Linked DNA regions of Mus musculus: regions 2 and 3 are each linked to region 1. A link is a contact called in public Hi-C and promoter capture Hi-C data. All regions are on one chromosome and are shown on one strand. Each heading gives the region's core, a stretch centred on a gene start, on an enhancer-like site or on the middle of the called end of the contact. The rest is flanking DNA. Distances are from core to core; before and after follow the strand shown. Region 1 holds the start of Zfp758 (zinc finger protein 758). Region 2 holds the start of Pkmyt1 (protein kinase, membrane associated tyrosine/threonine 1). Region 3 holds the start of Zfp213 (zinc finger protein 213).

What was found. Promoter capture Hi-C pulls out the DNA fragments that hold promoters and counts their contacts. A called contact is a pair of places that touch in the nucleus more often than the background predicts.
Region 2: a promoter capture Hi-C map of pre-B cells shows a contact between it and region 1, with 8 times the contacts expected there. The contact joins the promoter of Pkmyt1 here to the promoter of Zfp758 in region 1. A contact is called at or near these places in 8 of 39 promoter capture datasets (the 3T3-L1 cell line, 3T3-L1-derived adipocytes, cranial neural crest and 5 more) and 1 of 115 datasets of contacts at active chromatin or transcription factors (pro-B cells).
Region 3: a contact with region 1 is called in a Hi-C map of cortical neurons, with 3 times the contacts expected there. The contact joins the promoter of Zfp213 here to the promoter of Zfp758 in region 1. A contact is called at or near these places in 6 of 39 promoter capture datasets (the HPC-7 cell line, cranial neural crest, frontonasal cranial neural crest and 3 more), 11 of 484 Hi-C or Micro-C datasets (the G1E-ER4 cell line, cardiomyocytes, cerebral cortex and 6 more) and 8 of 115 datasets of contacts at active chromatin or transcription factors (the NIH/3T3 cell line, the SCID.adh cell line, cardiomyocytes and 4 more).

The regions. Positions count from the first base shown.
Region 1 is chr17:22,359,873-22,363,382 of GRCm38.p6, reverse strand. Zfp758 (zinc finger protein 758) reads right to left here and starts at 1,930. Exons shown (of 3, transcript NM_001347330.1): 1 at 1,676-1,930. The coding sequence starts at 1,801. Zfp944 (zinc finger protein 944) reads left to right here and starts at 1,983. Exons shown (of 6, transcript NM_176962.4): 1 at 1,983-2,215.
Region 2 is chr17:23,724,799-23,728,308 of GRCm38.p6, reverse strand. It overlaps Pkmyt1 (protein kinase, membrane associated tyrosine/threonine 1), which reads right to left and starts at 1,973. Exons shown (of 8, transcript NM_023058.3): 1 at 1,668-1,973. 1520401A03Rik (elastin) reads left to right here and starts at 1,858. Exons shown (of 41, transcript XM_017317755.2): 1 at 1,858-2,170.
Region 3 is chr17:23,562,403-23,565,912 of GRCm38.p6, reverse strand. Zfp213 (zinc finger protein 213) reads left to right here and starts at 1,687. Exons shown (of 6, transcript NM_001033496.3): 1 at 1,687-1,944. 6330415G19Rik (RIKEN cDNA 6330415G19 gene) reads right to left here. Exons shown (of 2, transcript NR_126484.1): 2 at 619-2,143.

The DNA of each region.
Region 1 (3,510 bases), core at 681-3,180:
GACTTTTTTTCTGATACAGGAGAGTGATCACAATTGTACAAAAGATGCTTCTAAAACTTTACATAGTGTTGTCTAATACACTCACATAGCAATACTGAACTTGCTTGGACCTAAGATGTACCATAAGAAATCAGCATAGGAGCCTTACTTATAATAGCCAGAAGCTGGAAAGAACCCAGATGTCTCTCAACAGAGGAATGGATACAGAAAATGTGGTACGTTTACACAATGGAGTACTACGCAGCTATTAAGAACAATGACCATGAAATTTGTAGGCAAATGGATAGAACTAGAAAATATCTTCCTGAATAAGGTAACCCAGTCACAAAAGAATACACATGGTATGCACTCACTGATAGGTGGATATTAGTCTAGAAGCTCAGAATACCCAAGATACAGTTCACAAACCACATGAAATTCAAGAATAAGGAAGACCTAAGTGTGGATACTTTAGTCCTTCTTTGAAAGGGGAACAAAATACTCATAGAAGGAGTTACAGAGATAAAGTGTGGAGCAGAGACTGAAGGTATGACCATCCAGAGACTGTCCCACCTGGGGATCCATCCCATATACAGTCATCAAACGTAGACACTATTGTGGATGCCATCAAGTGCTTGCTGACAGAAGCCTGTTAGAGCTGTCTCCTGAGAGGCTGTGCCAGTGCCTGACAAATATACAGGTAGATCCTCGAAGTCAACCCCTGGACTGAGCACAGGGTCCCCAATGGAGGAGCTACCGAAAGGACCCAAGGAGCTGAAAGAGCTTGCAGCCCCATAGGAGAAACAATATGAACTAACCAGTATCCCGAGAGCTCCCAGAGACTAAACCACCAACCAAAGAGAACATACACATGGTGAGACTCAAGGTTCCAGCTGCATATGTAGCAGAGGATGGCCTAGTTGGTCATCAATGGGAGATGAGGCCCTTGGTCCTATGAAGGTTCTATGCCCCTGTGTAGGGGAATGCCAGGGCCAGGAAGTGGGAGTGGGTGGGTTGGGGAGCAGGGGGTGAGGCGGTGTATTCGGAGGAGAAACCAGGAAAAGGGATAACATGTGAAATATACATAAAGAAAATATCTAGTAAAAATTAGGCAATTTAAAAAATAAATCAGCATATGAAGACGCATTTCTGAATGCTTTACTTACATCCTAAACTGCATACAACTCAGACGAATAATTCATGGGCAATAAAAAGTATGCTTAGTAAATAGTAATGTTTACAATCATAGCCGTAGCATAACACAAAGTATATTTTCTCGTTCAAAAAAGTGTGCACTGGTTCTTCATATGATTACTATATACACAAAGTTCTACATAGCAGGGTAAAACGTATCCTCTTGAATAAGCAATTAGTAAAACACAGGAGTTAGAAAATATGAATAAATTTACATTCCGTAAGCTTTGTGATTGACACAATAGCAAACAGCAGATAATACAACTGGTCTATCATTTTTAATGAGTTATTTTACGACTGAATATTCTGTTAACTGGAGGATAAATGAAAAAAAACCATGATAGACCAACTGTTCATAAGATCTCAACTTCCTGACAACTGTAAGAGATCCACATCAGAACTGTGAGAGCGGCGTCCATAAAAACAGCTGCGGAAGCCCCCCCCCCCCCCCCACCTCCCCGCTCCGCTCCCTCCCGTTTCCCAGCCCCGCAGCGCCTCTGACCTGGGACCTTCCAGGGCTGCGCTGCTGACTCTCCCAGGTCCGCAGCCACAAAACAGAGTCTGAGGAGCTTTCCGGTTTCCGAAGGAAACTGGGGCCGAAAAACCAGCGCTCAGTTCGAGTACACATGGATTACACAGGTAGCAAGGGGAGTGGTGGCTTTTCACGTCATTCTGGCCTGGACATTTGGAGCTGGCGACCTAGAAGAGAACGCAGCTGGACGGACTCTACCAACGTAATTAAGGAAGTGAAAGCGGCGGGCCTGAAGGCGTTAGCGCTGTCACGTGACCGGAACCGTGGTGTCCTGGGCGGGGCTAGGGGAGCCGCTCCAAAGATCGTGGCCAGAGACTGGGAACCGCGTCCCCTTAGGTACCTGTTGGAGCCAAGTTGTCTCTACTCCCACTGCGGGCGACTTACCCTGGCCTGGTTCTTTTCGAAGGCCGTAACTCTCCTCAGATGCGGTTTCCTGTGCTGACCTGGGAGAGTCAGCCATCAGCCGCGCAGCCGGGGGCACCGCAGCCCGGCGGCCCTGGAACCTTCCAGGTCAGAGGAGCTGCGGGGCTGGGAAATGGGCTGGAGCGGAGCAGGGGCTTGTTTTCTGCAGTTGCTCTTAAGGACGCCGCGCTCACAATTATGCTGTGGATTTTTATCATTGTCAGGAGGTTTGAGATCCTATGAACTGGGTGTATCGTGCTTTGTTTGTTTGTTTGTTTGTTTTCATTTATCTTATGGTTACCAGAATGATTTCCGAAAATAGTGTCGTAGAACATTTGCAGTACTGTAGTTTGCACACGGGGTTCTCTTTGTAACAGCAGTTACAAAGCTTCTCGAACTTAGATTTCTTAACTCCCTTGACCCATCATTTGCCTACTCAGGAGAGAGTGGCTTATGGCCTGGGAAATAGGCATCCTCAGAGGGCTTTGTAGGTAGAAGTAAAAAGAGGAACCAGGGCAGACTTGACTGACTCAGAAAGTAAGGGTCCAGACTTAACCAGGATGTGATTGGAAAGAGAGAGGTGGAGTTGGACAAAGGAAGAGAAGGGAAGAGAGAATAGGGGGCAAGAGAAGAAGCGGGAGCCAAGAAAGCACCTAGCCAAAGTTGTCTCCTTTGATACTGTTTGGTTTTGGATGCCAGGACAATGGACTGAGGTGCATATTTTAAATATCAAAGCAGACCTGACCTCAGGGTTCTACCAACCTGAGAGGCCCTGCCCTCAATCCTAACTTTTCAGCCCAGGGTCCTGGTTGCCCTTCCACTAGAGGTGCCTCCCTATATAATCCAAACGTTTTGGTCTCTATCTCTCTTCCTCCTCTTCTTCTTCCTCTTCCTCCTCTACTGTGGATGGGCCTGTTCTTGTGAACCAGTCCCCTAATGAATATAGGAGCCAATCACTGGGTGAGTACATGGGACTTTCAGGTTGGACATAGGAAGAGAGTAAACAAGAGAGAGTCGGGTCCTTTTGGAACCAAGACAGCATATGGGTAAGATGTAGCTGCTTGAGTGTCCCAGTATCATGGCAGATCCACAAGGATCAACCACTAGAAGAATAAGAGTACAAGGCTTACAAGATTAGGTTTTCAGGGTTGTGCCCAGAGATTGAGTTACTATTGTTTCTGAATTAAGTTTGTGTTGCATTATCCTTCACATAGTGGCTTGCATGGGTTCAAGAAAGAAAGGTACAGCAGCAAAGCGAGGGTTTGCCAGATGTGTACCACAAACGATGTGGGGGACTTAAAGCACAGGGTTGCTGTGGTAACAACCTGCCAGTGGGAACCTAGAGAGCTGGGTTGCAAGATTGTGGAGCTTGGAATCAGAGTCTCCAAGAGCTAAAAACAGGT
Region 2 (3,510 bases), core at 724-3,223, 1.4 Mb before region 1:
GAGACAGTGTCTCTAGTTTAGGCTGTCTTCAAGCTCCCTCACTGTGCAGCCAAGGAAAACTGTGAGGTTTTGATCCTCCGGACACCACCTTCAGGGAACTAGGATCACAGACATGTCCTACTACATTTAGTTTATGCAGTGCTGTATATCAAACTCAGGACATGATTCATGTTAGACAAATGCTAAACCAACTGACTTATTACTATAACTCCAGGTCCTAAATCTGGGATATTTTGAATTATGAAGAGCACCTGGCACCAGGAGTTTGTGGAGCTGCAACTCTGCACAGACATACAGAACGCTGAAGGACTTAAGACATAAATGCTAACTGCTGTCTTTCTTAATCAGTGCTTTAGATAATAGTTGAAATGACTCAAGTATAGTAGTGCCCTGGTGTCAGTATCTTTGTGCCCCTTGGGGCAAAAGAGGGTGTTGGGTTGCTCCAATGTTGTAATTGAAACAAAGGCAAAAAAGCAATAGAAAGTGTCCATTTTAGGGGAAGCCACAATGTATCAAAGGAGCCACACCTAACCTCTAGTAGTAGCTAGATCAAATTACTACTTAGGTTAAGTACTTAAGAGGCTTGCTGGAAGGCCCTCTTGTTATGGATCTATTTACTTCAAGAATCCCATCCCAGAGGTGGCCTTTAGCTTAGTGATAGAGTACATGCCTGGCACCATCAGCGTCCTGCATTTGATGCCCACCCTAAGAAAAAAAAAAACAAATCCCATCCCAGGTCTTCTGTAAGGATCCACGATCATGCTTGTTAATTAAACCTACAGTCTTGAAGGGGACGTGGGTGGGGGAGGTAAGAGTACTTGCTGCCCTTCCAAAGGACCAGGTTTGATTCCCTGACACACAAGCGTCTGTAACTCCAATTCCAAAGGGATCTGACACCCTTTTCTGACCTATGTGGGCACTAGGCACAAACAGACAAAAATACACATGCATTAAAAAGAGTAAAAACTTTTTTTTTTTAAAGGAAGAAGGAATACAGTCTCCATGCCTAGCACCTGGGAGTCCATCACCTTCTGTTTCAGCCAGAGAGACCATTCCCTCTCAATGCCATTTTCATTTCAACATCACTGGTCATTTACATTCTAATACCTCTGGCCTGGTCAAACAGCTTTTATGGGGTGAGAAGGGTTGGTAGTGGAGTCCCGGCTGAGTACAGAGTGTCCCTGAGCCACTGGGTTTCCAGGGACCTCACCCTCTTACTGAGCTGTACCCATCTGTTGACCACCATCTAGCGTTAGACTGTGAGTTTCTCCCGTGCAGGGCCACTGCTGAATCCGTTCGGTAGGCGAGGGGGAACTCTGACAAACCATTGCGTAAACAGGCTGTCACCCGGGGGTGGAGGGGCTCTTCCCAGAGAGCCGCGGGAGAAAGAGAGGCAGTGCTGGAAAAGGAGCGCCCAATGGGAAGGGACAGGGGACCCGCGGGAGTAGGCGGGGCGTGGGCGACAGCGCTGACCTGGAGTCATCCGAGGGCTAGTCCGGCCCGTGACAGACACGGAGGGGTGGGGCTGCTGCAGGGGGGTGGGGGGGTGACCGGATACTGAGAAGAGGCCGGAGGGCAGTCGCGGGGCGCAGCGCGGCAGGAGCGCGGGCCAGGGCGCCGGCGGAAGAGCGGCGCAACCGGGAGATCTCACCCGGGTGTGGGCTCACCTGGGGAGGCTGGGCGTGGCGCAGCGTGGCGCAGCGTGGCGCAGCAGCGAGGTCCCAGGTTCCGGGTCGGCGGGGGCCGCTGGGGACCTCACAGAGGCCAGGCAGGCCGGGGTCGGGCAGCGGGGCCTCTGGACACCGGGACGAAGCACCCTCCAAGAAGGGGAACCGCCCGTGAACGCGCGCGGAGCCAGCTCGCGCCAAAAATTCCAAACCGGCCTCGAGGCCCCGCCCAGGCTCGCCCGTGGTCCCGCCCCCGCCTGGTGCAGCGGGTCTAGCGCCCGGGGCATTGGCCCCGCCTCGCGTCTTGCGTGCGCACCGAGGTCTCCCCGCCTCCGAAGTTTGCCGGAGCGCTCTCACTGCGCAGACGCAACTCTTCGAGGCCTATTGCGGCGGGAACGATCCTTGGCCCCTCTCTGTCGGTATTTGTCGGCCTTCACACTATGGTCCCCACACCAGCTGCTCTCTATTGGCTGCCTTAATATTCGTGTCCATAAAAGGGGCAGGTAAGGGCCCTGCAGCCAAGTGGCATCTCCTCAAGGAGTTGCCACTGGGGACAGCACAAGCGAATGTCCCACTACTTATAATCTTATGCATATTCAGACACCGGTCTTCATCATCCCAGGATAGCGATTGGTAGCGCCTGTTCTAAGACGGTGGAGTCTCCTTGTAAATAGGCTGTCTGAGGCCGATTCTTACATCCTTTAGCTCAGAACCTTGTGCTCAACTGACTCCTCTCAGTCACTTCCTGGCCTCACAACCTCTGGTACATGATGGGTTGTCACTTTTCTTCTAAACGTGGAGCCGAGGAACCTAGGACAATTTCTTTAAAGAAGGTCTGCACAGAACAAAGTGGGGTGGAGCTTGCTTCATGGAGAAAGGGACCTTTATTGATTTCAACTAGAAGTGAAAAATCATGCTTTATAGCCAATCTCTCTAAAATGCTCCTGCAATCTCTTGGAACAACAGTGGGAAGGAAGGCCAGGCCCTACTTAAGCCTGAGATCAAGAGCTGGGGTACCGCCCACCTCCAAGCCCTTCCCTTTGCTTTAGTGACTTTGAGAGCCAGAACAGTTGTGACTTGGTCTAGTCCTTGTTGAGAACCCTAGACAGGTCCCTCTCCAACTATTTAGAGCTATTTTCTGCCAGCTCCGTTTTCTGGACAGGCCTCCCCTTCTTCCAACCATTTATTCCTCAAAGTCTAATTCATAATGATTAAAACACACTAACACACACACAGTAACAAAAAACAAAACAAAACAAAACAAACAAACAAACAAAAAACTGCACTGGTACATGTCTATACCCCAAGCACAGAGGCGGCTGAGGCAGAAAGGTCACATGAGCCTAGGAATTGGAGGCCAGTGGGTACTATAACAATATTCCTGGGGCTGGAGAGATGGCTCAGTGGTTAAGAGCACTGACTGTTCTTCCAGAGGTCCTGAATTCAATTCCCAGAAACCACATGGTGGCTCACAGCCATCTGTAATGCCTTCTTCTGGTGTGCCTGAAGACAACTACAGTGTACTCACATACATAAAATAAATAAAATCTTAAAAAAAGAAAGAAAGAAAAAGAAAACTCAATTAAAACAAAACAAAACAAAAAAACGAAACAAGATGCCTGTCCTCAGATAAACCACTAAGTAAAAGTTGGGTAAAGTGGTGTATAGCTCTGTAATCCCAACACTGAAGACCTGGGGAGGCTGAGGCAGGGGTAATCTCTGAGTTTGAGGCCACCCTGATATATATCAGAAGTTCTAGGCCAGCCTGGGCTACATAGTGAGACTTTGTCTCAAAACCCGGCACAGTTTTATCAATTTGAACCCTGTCTCATAAAGAAACTAG
Region 3 (3,510 bases), core at 438-2,937, 1.2 Mb before region 1:
ACTGATGGTCTGGAGGGGATAGAAGAACTTGATCTCCAAAGTTGACAGGCAGTGGACAGTGTGTGGCTGTGGTAGATGGTAGTCAGCAAAGTTTCATAGGAGTGGAGGTGGCAAAGTAATGGGGTGAGTAGATGGTCTGGTAGGGGAGAGCATTTAGGTAGAAGACCAGAAGTTGGGACCAGACATCCATACATGAGCCCAAAAGGTGGGATGAGGAGAGGTCGCTCATAGCCTGAAAAGAGCCAGAGATAGGAGTTTCACCCAACCGAGGTGAAGTTCCTGTGACAGCTTGACAAGAGTGGTTTGCATTAGTTACAGAGCCTCCTTTAGTCATAAGTAACCAGATATCGGCGTGGGATAGGAGGATATGCAACTTGAATATGTATGCATACTTATTACCCCCCACACATGTACTTTAGGCTTACACAAAAGACAACCAGAGTTTGTCTTCCATCACCTACATGGTGATGTCACAACCCTCTGTAACTCGAGGGGATCTAATGCCCTCTTCTGACCTCCAGAGGCACCAGGGATGAATGCTGTACATATGCACACATGCAGGTGAAATACTTATATCATAAAAAGTTTTTAAAAGAAAAAAAACACAGGACACTGTGATATACTACAGCTTCCACGGCAGTGAGATGTTTTCTTTCTTTGTTGATTGTGTGTTTTATTTCAGGGGTGGGGAGGTTGCAAAGGCAAGGAAGGATATGAGGCCAGAGAGATAAGTAGATCTGGGGTGCATGACGTGAAATACAGCCTTCACTACTCCACTGTATCACCTGGTCTGATACAGCAACATCAGGAAAGACAGTACAGTACAAGAATCTCGCAGCCTGATGTGCATTCAGGAGGCATCCTGCGAAGCAGGGTTTAGACAACTACAACCTTGCCTTTTAGCAATCAATTACAGAAGGAAATGTACCCTCTGTAGTCTACGTGGACATGGTTTCAGGGTATCTAGAATCCAGAGGCTTGTGGCAGCAAGAACTGAAGCCTGTCTCAAAACAGCCCTGCCTGAAGCTGCAGGGACAATCAGCTTTGATCAATGTGTAGTTCTCGAAAGGTGTCCATTGAGTGTTTCAGATAGCTGGTGCTGGCATGAGGTCAGTCCGGCTGGCTGTTTGACTAACAGTTCTTTTGCTCAAGGCAGCAAGGGAAACAAGGGAGAGTCCGACAGTTGCCACACAGAGTCAAATTGCCCCGTTCTGGTTTTGTCTATTTTATAGGAAAGTATGTTTACAATATAAAGGTAATTTACCATTAACACCAATAGTGACTTTAACAAACTACAGTAATGCTTAACACATGCCCGGGCAGAGGTGGGCCTCCTGTTCAGTGTCCCTAGGCATCAGGACTCCTGTTCCTCAGCTCAGTACAGATGTAGCTGCTGATAGGAGGGCAGGAGGTACTGACCATGATGGAGGCTCCGCTCGAATTAGACTGCACTTTCCAGGAAGCCCCGAGACCTCCCAAGCATCCGACTTAGGTATAGTGCGACCCAGAAAGCGAAAATGAGACTTCTTCCAAATCTCTAGCTCCAGGGTGTCAGATCGGCTTAGTCGTGAGAATCCTCCCTGTTCATTGGCTGCCCATCTCCGACATTCTGGATAGTACAAGCGCCAAATGCTTATCCCCGCGCATGCGCCAGCTGGTTTCCCAGCGCCCCCCGCGCGAGCTTCCTGCCCCGGGCGCTGCTGGGGAAGCGCCGAGCTCCCGCGCGGCTCTGGGCGGTGTGTCCTGGGGGCGGGACCGGCGCGTTGCGCAGACCGGATCCTGCGGATTCGGCGCTCGAGGCGCCTGCGGGAGAGGACAAGTTCCTGGGAGCAGCGCGGGCTGCCGGCGCCTCCGGGTTCTCCGGGTCTGCCACGCGGAGCCCGGCCACCCTCACCAGGCTGCTGGGGACCGTCCCCATTTCCCACGTCCTGCCGAGCGACCCTGGTGAGTCCGGGCCCTCCCTGAGGACACCTCCTCGGTCACTGGAGGATAAGGCAGAAGGCTCGAGAAGAGAAGCGTAAACGAAGTGCTTGTGGTAGTGGAGAAGAAATGGAAACCGCCCGTATGCATCACTTGGGTTGGTTGAGAAACTGAAGTACCCCGTGCCACGGAAGCGTATAGGTTCACTTTCGAAGAAACGTTGCTAGGTGAAAAATGGTTTGCTCATAAGATCTCATTTATGTAAAACACACATCCCGTGCTTGTAGATTCTGGAGATAACTATTTTCAGTAAAAAAATATGTCACCGTCATATATCAGATTGTCAGTGAATCAAAAAGAAACATTGTTATATTAACACTTCCCTCCCGTTCTTTAATTTATGATGTTCATGCTAATTAGACTGTTGAAATAAAAGAGAAAAATTCAAGTCACACGTATGAGAGTATGTGAAGTAATAACAACATAAAATACAAATACTTGCCATACATTCATATATAGTTGTGAATAAATGGTGTTCATGAGGCCTCCTACCCATCTGCCCCTTAATTGGAGTAAGGTGTTTCTGGAATTTGTAAGCTTTTTATTAAAAAAAAAACAAAAAACAAAGATTTTTATATGTCTTAAGTGTTGGCTTTCATGTATGTAAGTGTACCACATGTATGTAGTGTTCAAGAAGGGCCAACAGAGGCTGTCAGATACCTCAGAACTGGAATTACAGATGGTTGTGAGCCTCTATGTGGATGCTGGAAATTGAGTCTGGGGCCTTGACAAGACAAAGACATACTCTTAACCACTGAGCCATCTATCCAGCCCCATAAATTTGTGAGTTTTCAAATTTGAGAAAAATAACAGTATGGCCCATCAGTAGAGGGACTTAAGACTACATTTATAATTAAACACGATAATTATAATTTTTAAAAGACATTGTTACTCTATAGCTCAGACTGATTCTAACTCTGGCCACTCCTGCCTTGGTCCCTACAGTTCTTGGATTAGACATGTACCACTATGCATGCGCTGCTGTGCCCAGTGAAATTTTACAACTGAAGTATGTCTACTTAAAAACATACTTAAAAATAGCTCAAGTGGTGGCATGGGCCCCCCCAGCAGTTGGGAGGCAGAGGCAAGAGCATTTCTGAGTTTGGGGCCAGCCTGGTCTACAAGTGAGTTCCTTGCTACACAGAGAAACCTTGTCTTGAAAAACAAAACTAGAACAGCTCAGTGATTTAAAGTGGTTTCTGTAGAGTTATTTTATTCTATGTGTGTGAGTGTTTTTTTAAAATTATTTATTTATTTATTTATTTATTTCATGTATGTGAGTACACTGTAGCTGTACAGATGGTTGTGAGCCTTCATGTGGTTGTTAGGAATTGAAATTTTAAGACCTCTGCTTGTTTGGGTCAACCCTGCTTGCTCAGGCCCAAAGATTTATTTATTATTGTACATAAGTACACTGTAGCTGTCTTCAGATGTACCAGAAAAAGGTGTCAGATCTCATTATGGGTGGTTGTGAGACACCATGTGGTTGCTGGGATTTGAACTCAGAACCTCCGGAAGAGCAGTCAGTGT